Regions from separate parts of the Anser cygnoides genome. Here region 2 is linked to region 1. Evidence: chromatin contacts called from public Hi-C data. All regions are on one chromosome and are shown on one strand. The core of a region is the stretch at or near the end of the contact, and the rest is flanking DNA. Distances in the headings are between cores, read along the strand shown. Region 1 holds the start of FBXL20 (F-box and leucine rich repeat protein 20). Region 2 holds the start of LASP1 (LIM and SH3 protein 1).

The links. Hi-C and Micro-C count contacts between places; a contact is called where the count stands out from the background.
Region 2: a Hi-C map of liver shows a contact between it and region 1, with 1.7 times the contacts expected there. The contact joins the promoter of LASP1 here to the promoter of FBXL20 in region 1. A contact is called at or near these places in 2 of 7 Hi-C or Micro-C datasets (both in liver).

Annotation. Positions count from the first base shown.
Region 1 is chr22:7,973,465-7,977,630 of Taihu_goose_T2T_genome, reverse strand. FBXL20 (F-box and leucine rich repeat protein 20) reads right to left here and starts at 1,803. Exons shown (of 14, transcript XM_066981853.1): 1 at 1,717-1,803. The coding sequence starts at 1,737. MED1 (mediator complex subunit 1) reads right to left here. Exons shown (of 17, transcript XM_066981851.1): 17 at 2,205-4,166.
Region 2 is chr22:8,119,768-8,123,933 of Taihu_goose_T2T_genome, reverse strand. It overlaps LASP1 (LIM and SH3 protein 1), which reads left to right and starts at 2,113. Exons shown (of 7, transcript XM_048050781.2): 1 at 2,113-2,251. The coding sequence starts at 2,183. TRNAC-GCA (transfer RNA cysteine (anticodon GCA)) reads right to left here and starts at 1,648; the gene lies at 1,577-1,648. TRNAC-GCA (transfer RNA cysteine (anticodon GCA)) reads right to left here and starts at 157; the gene lies at 86-157. It overlaps LOC125180471 (a long non-coding RNA gene), which reads left to right. Exons shown (of 2, transcript XR_007159039.2): 2 at 382-809.

The DNA.
Region 1 (4,166 bases), core at 554-3,053:
CAAAGCGCCAACACCACCACCGGGAGCCAGGAGCCGGGCCGGGCGACGCTCTCCTCTTTTGTTTGCTTCGCTGCGGTGCGCGGCCGTGCTCCCTGTGGCGGCCGCTCCTCCTCTGCGGGGACTCATCTGGGACAGGCTCCCATTTGGGCAGGAGGGGGGCTCAGCCTCCCGCCTGCCCCGGGGAGGGCTGGCCGCCCGCACGCCAGAAACCCCCCCCCACCACGCCGCCGTCCAGAAGCCCAGCCCCTACCCCCTCACCGTATTTTATCACTACGGTAAGGCCAAATCGTTACCAAAGCCACTTGGAAGCCGATTTCGGAGCCCAGCAGCAGCAGCTCCAGCTCAGGACCCCACTCCCGCAGCTCACCGGAGGCCCACGCGCCCCGTCCTGGGGGTCCCAACCGGCCTCCCCCCGGCGAGCTGCGCGTTACCGGGGCCTGGAGGCTGAGCCTCCCGGGGCAGAGCCTCCCCACCGGCCTCCGCCCCGAGCCGAAGCTGCCCGAGGACCCCCCCCCCCCCCCCCCCCGACCACCACTCCCAGTCCCCCCCGCAGCCGTCCCGATGCACCACGGCTCCCGGGCGCAGAAGCTCCCGGTGCCAGGGCAGGGACGGAAGGGCCCGGCCGAACTTCGGCCGCGTCCCCTCCGAAAAACAAAACCCGGTTGCGGGGGCGCAGCCCCGCGCTCGGCTCTCCAGACCCAAACGTGGCAAAGCCAAAACGAAGCAAAAACGAAGCAAAAACCCAACAAACCCCACGAGGGGGTCCCGGGGGGGGGGTGTGGGAGGGGGGGGGGTATGGGGGGGGCAGGCTCAATTCACACCCCCAGCCGGTACCGGAGCGCTGCTTCCCAGCTGCCCACCCGTGACCACAAGAGGGGGGAGCACAGAAACCCCCCGAGACACAAAAGCCGCCGCCCCCAAACCGCGAACCCATAAATCCCCCCCCCCTCGCACCCCCCTCCCGATCCCTCAGAGGCCCGGGGCGGCCCCCGGGGGGGGCAGGGGGGGGGGCCAAGCCCGGCCTGGCCGCGGACAAAGGGCCCGGAGGCCGCACAGGGCCCGGGGCTCGCAGGCGCCCCCCCCGCACTGCTCAGGGGCCGGGGACGAAAAAATTACCCCCCCCACGACCCCCCCCCCCAAATCCGACCCCCCCAAAAACCCTTCCCCTCTCCGTCCTCCCCCCTCCTCCTTCTCCTTCCCCTCCCCGGTCTCTCCCCCCCACCTCCCCCGCAGCCCCCTCCCCCTCCCGGTGACCGATGGGCGCGGGGGGGGCCGCAGGACACCGCCCCCCCTCCCCCCAACCCCCCCGCGCCCCCCCCCTCCCCGCGGCCTCACCTCGAAGCGGCTCCGGGTGACCCCGTTCATCTCCCGCCGCATGGCGGGGCCGGGGGCTGTAAGGGAGGGGTGGTGCCGGGGGGGGGGGGTGGGGGGAATGTCCCGCGGGATGGGGGGGTCCCGGGGGTGCCGGTGGCTCGCGGCCTCCGCCCGCCGCCGCCGCGGCGCCTCCTCCGGCCTCAACTTCGACCCAAAACAAAAACACGGCACCTGCCAGCAACGCGCCCGCTCATTGGTCGGCGCGGCGCGGCGGGGGGGGGCGCTGCGGCGGGGACGCCCCGGGACGAGAACGGGAGGGGGGAGGGGAACGGTCCGCGCCCCCCCCCCCCCCGCCTCCCTCCCTCCGCGCACCGCCCCCCTCCCCCCCCCGCGCCCACCTACCCCGCAGGCCGCCGCGCCCATCGCGCCGCCGCCGGCCTCCGCACCCCCCCCCCCCCTCCCGGTACTTCCGGGGGGCTGCGGCCCCCCCCCCCCTCCCCTTCCCCGGTACCGGGGGGGGCCCCACGGGGCGCCCCCTCCCCCCCCCCAACCCGGGGCCGCCCCGAGGGGGCCGCGGGGGGGGCTCCGAAGGGGGGGAGCGGCCCCGCCCCGCCACTCCCTTCCGGGTGTGCTGGGAGGGGGAGGCAGCTCCAGCCAATCAGGGCCCCGGCTGGCGGCGCGCCGCGGTGACGTCATTACCGCGGGAAAATCCCGCGTGGCCGCCGCGGCGCGCCCCGAGCCGAGGCCGCTGGGGGCGAGGGGAGCGATCGGGGGGGGACCCGGCCGGAGCCCCACGAGCAAAGGAGGCTGAGAAAGGAGCTCGGCGCCATTCCCAGGGCCGCCCCCGCAGGAAAAAACGGCTTTTAACGCCCCTGTGACGCTTCTGCAGCTGAGATTAAAAGGTTTGGCTTTTATTTTGTTTACACGTTTTACCTTTCCAATACTGAAAGATGTAAAATATCGTCGAGAATAAGCAAAAATATTTTAAAAATAAAACATTTGTAAGAGACCAAGCGTTTACACACAAAGTGTCTGTGTAGGGAGGGGTGCACCTCATCTCTCAACGCGGTAGAAGCATCATGCAGCTGGCGCCTGGCTCTGGTCTCTCTCTCTCTCTCTCTCTCACGCGATACAAAACGGAGGGTGTACAAAGGGGAAGGGTACAGTGCATCAAAACGGATCCAAAAGCTTTCAGCCTGCTACGACCGCAGTTCAGGCCCCCGTTTCTCTTGCAGCACTCGGTGTCGCGGAGGCTGAGAGAGGAGGAGACTTTGTTCCCTGTACTTCTGCGGGTGTCCGCGACGCCCACCTTTCGCAGGAGAAATGGAGAGTATTGAACTTTGGTCTTGGGCAAGCAGAGAAGGAAACGTGTTCAGCTGTTCCGTTCCAAACGCAGTTCTGTGTCAATGCTGAAGCTGAACAGTATTTCCTTTTAACTTTGACTGCGTTTTCGCATTGGTAAAACATTACTCCGATCAGCGACAAGTCCAGCACACTGCTCCGTGAAATCCCCAGCCCTGATTCGACTTTTAAGAGGGCTTCTCTTGAAGGCGGTTTGTACCTTCACCCAGCCCTGAACAGATCAAACTTTTTTAAAAAGATCAGACTTTTTTAAAAAAAAAAAAAAGTAACTTACAAAATGAGAGGGGCAGAATGAAAACAGCTGACAACCTGCTGGAGCCTGAGCAGGTATTACTTCCCCGGTGCAGCCGCTGTAGCAGGGTCTCAAGACAAAGCCATCTGGTGCTGTATTCCTTACATCCTCTTCAGAGGCACCCCGCAGTCATCCGATTCTGATGCTGCGTAAGATAACGTCATTTGCTCCGGGTTTAGGCTTTATTCACTACTTTTCTATCATCTCAGCACGTGAAGGTGGGAGCACTGGGGAGGGGGAAGCTACGGTACGCAGACCACAAGGAGCAAAGGATGACTGTTGGAAAACACAAGGAAGGGCAGCTCTCTGGAGTTCAGGGTGGCTTTAGGAAATTCAGGGCTCCTGCACCCTACAGGAGCCTGGGAATGAAGCTGAAGGCAGGAGGAAGTGGTGAAAACCCCCTACAATTAACTGATTAGTTGCCACCCTACTGAAAAGACAACTACCTTGCTATGGCTTTGAACGAGCCAGAAAAGAAACTGCTTGCCTGGAATATCACTGGGGTCAGACCGTGAGCAGAACTGGAAATCTGTGTGTTTAAAAGAAACTTAAATCCTTGACATGTTTTCAGGCTGCATCCCCAAATGCGAAGTCTAATCTCCTTCCCCCAGGTGAAATCCTGGCCTCCAGGAGTCAATGACAAAATCCAGTGGGAGCAGGACTCTGCCAGTACAAAATTCGAATGGAGAACTCGCGATTTCCCACTTTTCTTCTTCAGCAAATCACATTTAACTGCTTTTAAAAATAAAACACGCTCCTGAGTCTCTTTTCCTTTCAGGGACCACAAGATAAGACCACACAGGATGCCTGAGTCACGCTCTTAATTCCAGCCAAAAGGGGAAAATCCATCACTTAAGGAAACCACTGCTTCTGCTGCAATTGTTATCCAGACGAACCAGTTAGGGTCTGCTTTTCCAGCAGTGTAAGTGCTAACACGAGGAAGTGACTGACTCACAGTGCTAGGCTAACACCTCCCAGAGAGAGAAGGGAATGCCTGTGTGCATTACCAGAATTACTATTTGAGAAGTGTGCTGCAAGTTAAAAGAAAAAAAGAAAAGAAAAAGAAAAAAAGAAAGAAACCTTAAGCGCTTCGGCAACAGAAACAGCTTGAGAAAACAAGGCCCGTTTTTAACCATGAACGCACACGAGCTGTTCTAGCGACAGTAACGGAGCATTCGCTGTGGATAGACTTAGCACA
Region 2 (4,166 bases), core at 864-3,363, 150 kb before region 1:
CCGGAAAGGGGAGAGGAGTAAAGGATTCGAAGGTATGAGGGGCCAAAAATACATATATAAATAAAAGAGAGATAGAGAAAAAAAGAGGGGGCACCCGGATTTGAACCGGGGACCTCTTGATCTGCAGTCAAATGCTCTGCCACTGAGCTATACCCCCTGCCCTGCAGCACCCCCTCTGCACCCCTTTACCCGTGGCGCTGGGGGGGGGGGGGGGGGGGGGAACCAGGACTCGGCCTCTTGTGGATTTTACCCCCGCGGGACTTTTCCAGCCCCGGCAGCTTTACAAAACCCGGCGTCGTTCTCCCGCAGCATGACGGAGCCTTTTGCCCGGAGGCGACGTACGATCGGTTTGCTCAGGTTTTGCTCCGGGTTTACTTTCAGGGAGGCACAGACGCCGCTCGCGGTGCTCCGTCGACCCCGAACGCTGCGCGGGGCTGGGGACGCAGCCCGATGGGCTGAAAGCAAACGACGGGGAATAACGGCGGCAAGTGCAGAAGTACGGGGTTTAACGGCCGTAAATTGAACTGCTGGCGGTAAACGCCCGGTTTGCAGCTGATGAGGGAAGTACAAAAGCATTGCCCGGAGTAACAGCGCAAACGTCCTGCTCCGCTCTGTCTTCCAGGACATCTTCCGCGAGTGGGGTCCCGAAAGGCCATCGGCTCTCACCCATCACCGGACCCATCAGGAGAGGAGCGCGGGCCAAACCGCGGGGCGAGCTGACTGCGTGGGGCCAGGCCGAGTGTGCCAGACGCAAGATGCAGCTCCGGAAAAAAAAATAAAGCAAGCCGTAGGTGGGACGGCACCCGGCAGAGCCGTGTCCTCGGCTGCCCCGGGGAAGCAGCAGCTCCGCCGCGTGTAGGGGTGAGGCTGAATCGTGGCGTACGGGGAGCGTGCCCTCCCGAAACCCTCGGGCGACGAACGGGCTCTGTCACCCAGCAGCATCTCCTGAGCCAAGAGAGCAAAAAGCACCCACGAGGACATCCCAGAGAGCTGGGTGCACAGGAAAGCGTGCCTTATTTTAAGGCAAAAGGGCCCAGGAAAGGGGTGGGAGGCTGGCTGGTGGGGGTGGGAAGTGCCGGGTGAGGTACCAGGAAGGGAAGGAGTGGGCGCCCTGCGAGAGGATCAGATAAGCTGCTTTTAAACGAAGGAAACCAATTTGAAGCCGCATCCTGAAACGAAGAAGGGGGAAGAGAGCCGAGCGCAGCCTCGTTTGGTGTGGGCGTGCGTCATTAAAGGACTCCTGGCTTTGCGAGGCTCCTTCTTTTGCGACAGGCTCAGGGCTGGGATAACGCCAGGGGACCCGGGGCGCAGCTGCCCCCGGGTGGGAGCAGCGACAGGAGCGGTGGCGGCGTCCTGCCCGCGGCCTCCGCGCCGTGGGGTCCGGATCCAGCGCCGCCGGCCCGACCCCGAGCGCAGCGCTGCGAAGCTGCCGCCCTGCGCACGCGGGAGGCACCCACGGGGGCCGGGGCCGCGCGTCTGCGCCCTGCGGGCTGCGCGTTCCCGCTGCGTCTCGAAACAGCGTGGGGGGAAAACACGCGTGGGAGTGGGGAAAAAAATAAAATAAAATTGTTCTTCGAGGGGGCACCCGGATTTGAACCAGGGACCTCTTGATCTGCAGTCAAATGCTCTACCACTGAGCTATACCCCCGGCTGCCGCTGCGACCGCCCCGCGCGCTCTAAGTGCGCGCCGCGGCCCCACGCGTGGGCGAGGCGGGACCGGGGGGGGGCTCGGCTGGGGTCCCGGGGGGGGGGGGGGCTGCGGGCAGGGGCAAAGGGGCCGCGCGTGCACACGTGGGCGGCCGTGCACCGCGCACGTGCACGCGGGGAGGGCCGCCGCGAGCACGCGCGCGCGGGCGGGAGCCCCCCCTCGGGGTGTGTGGGTGGGGGGGGGGGGGGGGGGGGGGGGTGGGGGGGGTGCCGCGTGTGCCCGCCCCCGCCCACACCGCGATTTGCTCGCGGGGGGGGGGGGGGGGGGGGGGGGCGGCGCGCGTGCAAGGGCACGTGTGTGTGCGTGCGCGCGCGGAGGGCGGGGGGGCGCGCGTGGGTGGGCGCGCGCCGCCGCTCCGCCCTCCCCCTCCCCGAAACCCCTCCCCTGCCCCCCCCCCCCCCGTTCCCCCCCCCCCTTATTTAGCGGCGCGGGGCGCGGGCGGCGGCCCAGAGGCGGCGGCGGCGGAGCCCGGCCATGAACCCCAACTGCGCCCGCTGCGGGAAGATCGTGTACCCCACCGAGAAGGTCAACTGCCTCGACAAGGTGGGTGCGGGGGGGGCACCCGCCCGGCCACGCTCCGCGCTGGGCACCCCCGGGGCTCCCGGTGCCGCCGCCCGCACCGGGGGGTGCTGCGGGGGGGGACTGGGACTGGGACTGGGACCGGGACCGGGATCGGGATCGGGATCGGGGGGGTCGGGGGCGCAGCCCCGGTCCCGGCCGGCTGGGGAGCGGCGGCGAGCGCTGCCCCCGGGAGCCGCATCTGGTTCGCGTTACCGCGGGTTTTGTTGATTTCTTTTTATTATTTTTTGTTTTAATTATTATTTTTTTTTTTAAGTCTCCGGTTCCGCCCGCTGCCTCCCGGCTCCGGGTTCTCGCCTTGGGGGCTGCCCGGCGGAGCGCGGTGCTCCCGGTTCTCGGGGGGGGGGGGGGGGTGCTTTAACCGAAATAAACCCCGGGGCAGCCTCTCGGGTGCTGTCGGGGTCTGGCCTCAGGCCTGGAGGAGGAGGAGGAGGAGGAGGTGGTCGTGCCTCGATCCCTCGCTGTCCTCCGGCTGCTGCCGGGGCTCCGTGCCCCCCCCGGGACCCCCCAGAGCCGACCCCTCCCGGCGAGCGGAGCTGCCCCCCTCCTCCTCCTCCTCCTCCTGCCCCAGGCTTCTGGGACCATCCGTGCGGGGACTAAAAAAAGTAACTCCAAGAATGCAAAGATCTCAGCAGCGACATTCCTGAGCTCCGGCAGACCCTATTGCTCGCATTTTTAGCGGGTGATGTTTCCTCCTTGGGCCGGCGATGGCTCCGTGCTCAGCTCTCAGCCCGGCGGCCCGGGGAGCCTCCCGTTCGTGCGGAGCGGCGAAGCGCCGCTGTCTGCCGGCCTCCCGTCGCCCCGGGGGCTCTGAACTGGGGGTAACTGGAAGGGAAGGGGGCTGGCGCGTCGCTTCTTCCTGTGCAGGCAGCCTCTGGCTTCTGTGCTGCTTCTGAGCTGGCGATTGTGCGCTGCCATGAAGGCATGAGTAATGTGCGTCCTCGCACCACGTATGCTAGCTCTTTGGGGGCAAGCCGACAGCTGCAGTGGTCATCCTGTGCTTCTGGGGCCTTGCTGCGTGTCTCTGCTCCAAGTCACCTCGTGACATACAGCACCCCCTAACAAAGCAGCTCCCCCAGCAAGCTCCCCGTTAATCCTTCCTGGGGCCCCTGGCTGCTGAGGCAGGGCTGGAGGAGCCCGGCCACCTCCCGTAGGAGCACAGGATAAGCAGTTTTATCAGCGTGGATGTCCCCCTGCTTCGCTCTGCCCCGAGCAAAGTCTAAAGGGCAGCTCTGGGGCTGTTTGCACAAGGCTGGAGTTGGACCGAAGGCAGCAGCCGCGAAGGGCTCCTGGGAGGAGAGGTGTGCGAGGCTTGCACGGAAGCTTTCCGTGCCTCTGCTGGTGTGCGACAGGCAGATGTTGTTTGGTTTTCTCCCCAGCGTCCTGGCAGTGAAATCAGGAAGGGCAGCTACCAGCTTCTCCTCTGAGAGTCGCAGCAAATGCGGAAAAGTTGCTTCTGCGCTGGGCTTTAGAAACACAGCACAGCGGCCGAAGTGAGGCTGCCTGCCCGAAGCGCTGCGTGGGGCGAAGCTCTGCCTCTGCCCTTCCGATGTTGACACCCCGTGAGAGGCGAAGGCACCGGGCAGTGCCCGTCCTTACCCCCCCCCCCGTCCCACCACCAGGGTGCTGTGCCACAGCCAGCTTCCGTGCTGGGAGTGGCTGGGGCTGCCGAGCTCCAAGCCCTTGTGAGGCTGATGCTGGGTGACTTTAAAACAAGCAGAAGCCGGAATTTGCCCTTAACTGTGTTAAACCTCATTACGAAAACCTCGTTATGAGTGTCCCCAGCCCTGTTAGTCTCTCCTGATGCCATCTTAATCCTCCGCCTCTCAGGTGGTGCTGGCTCCCAGGCGTGCAGCCGTGGTTTGCCTGCTGGGTGGAT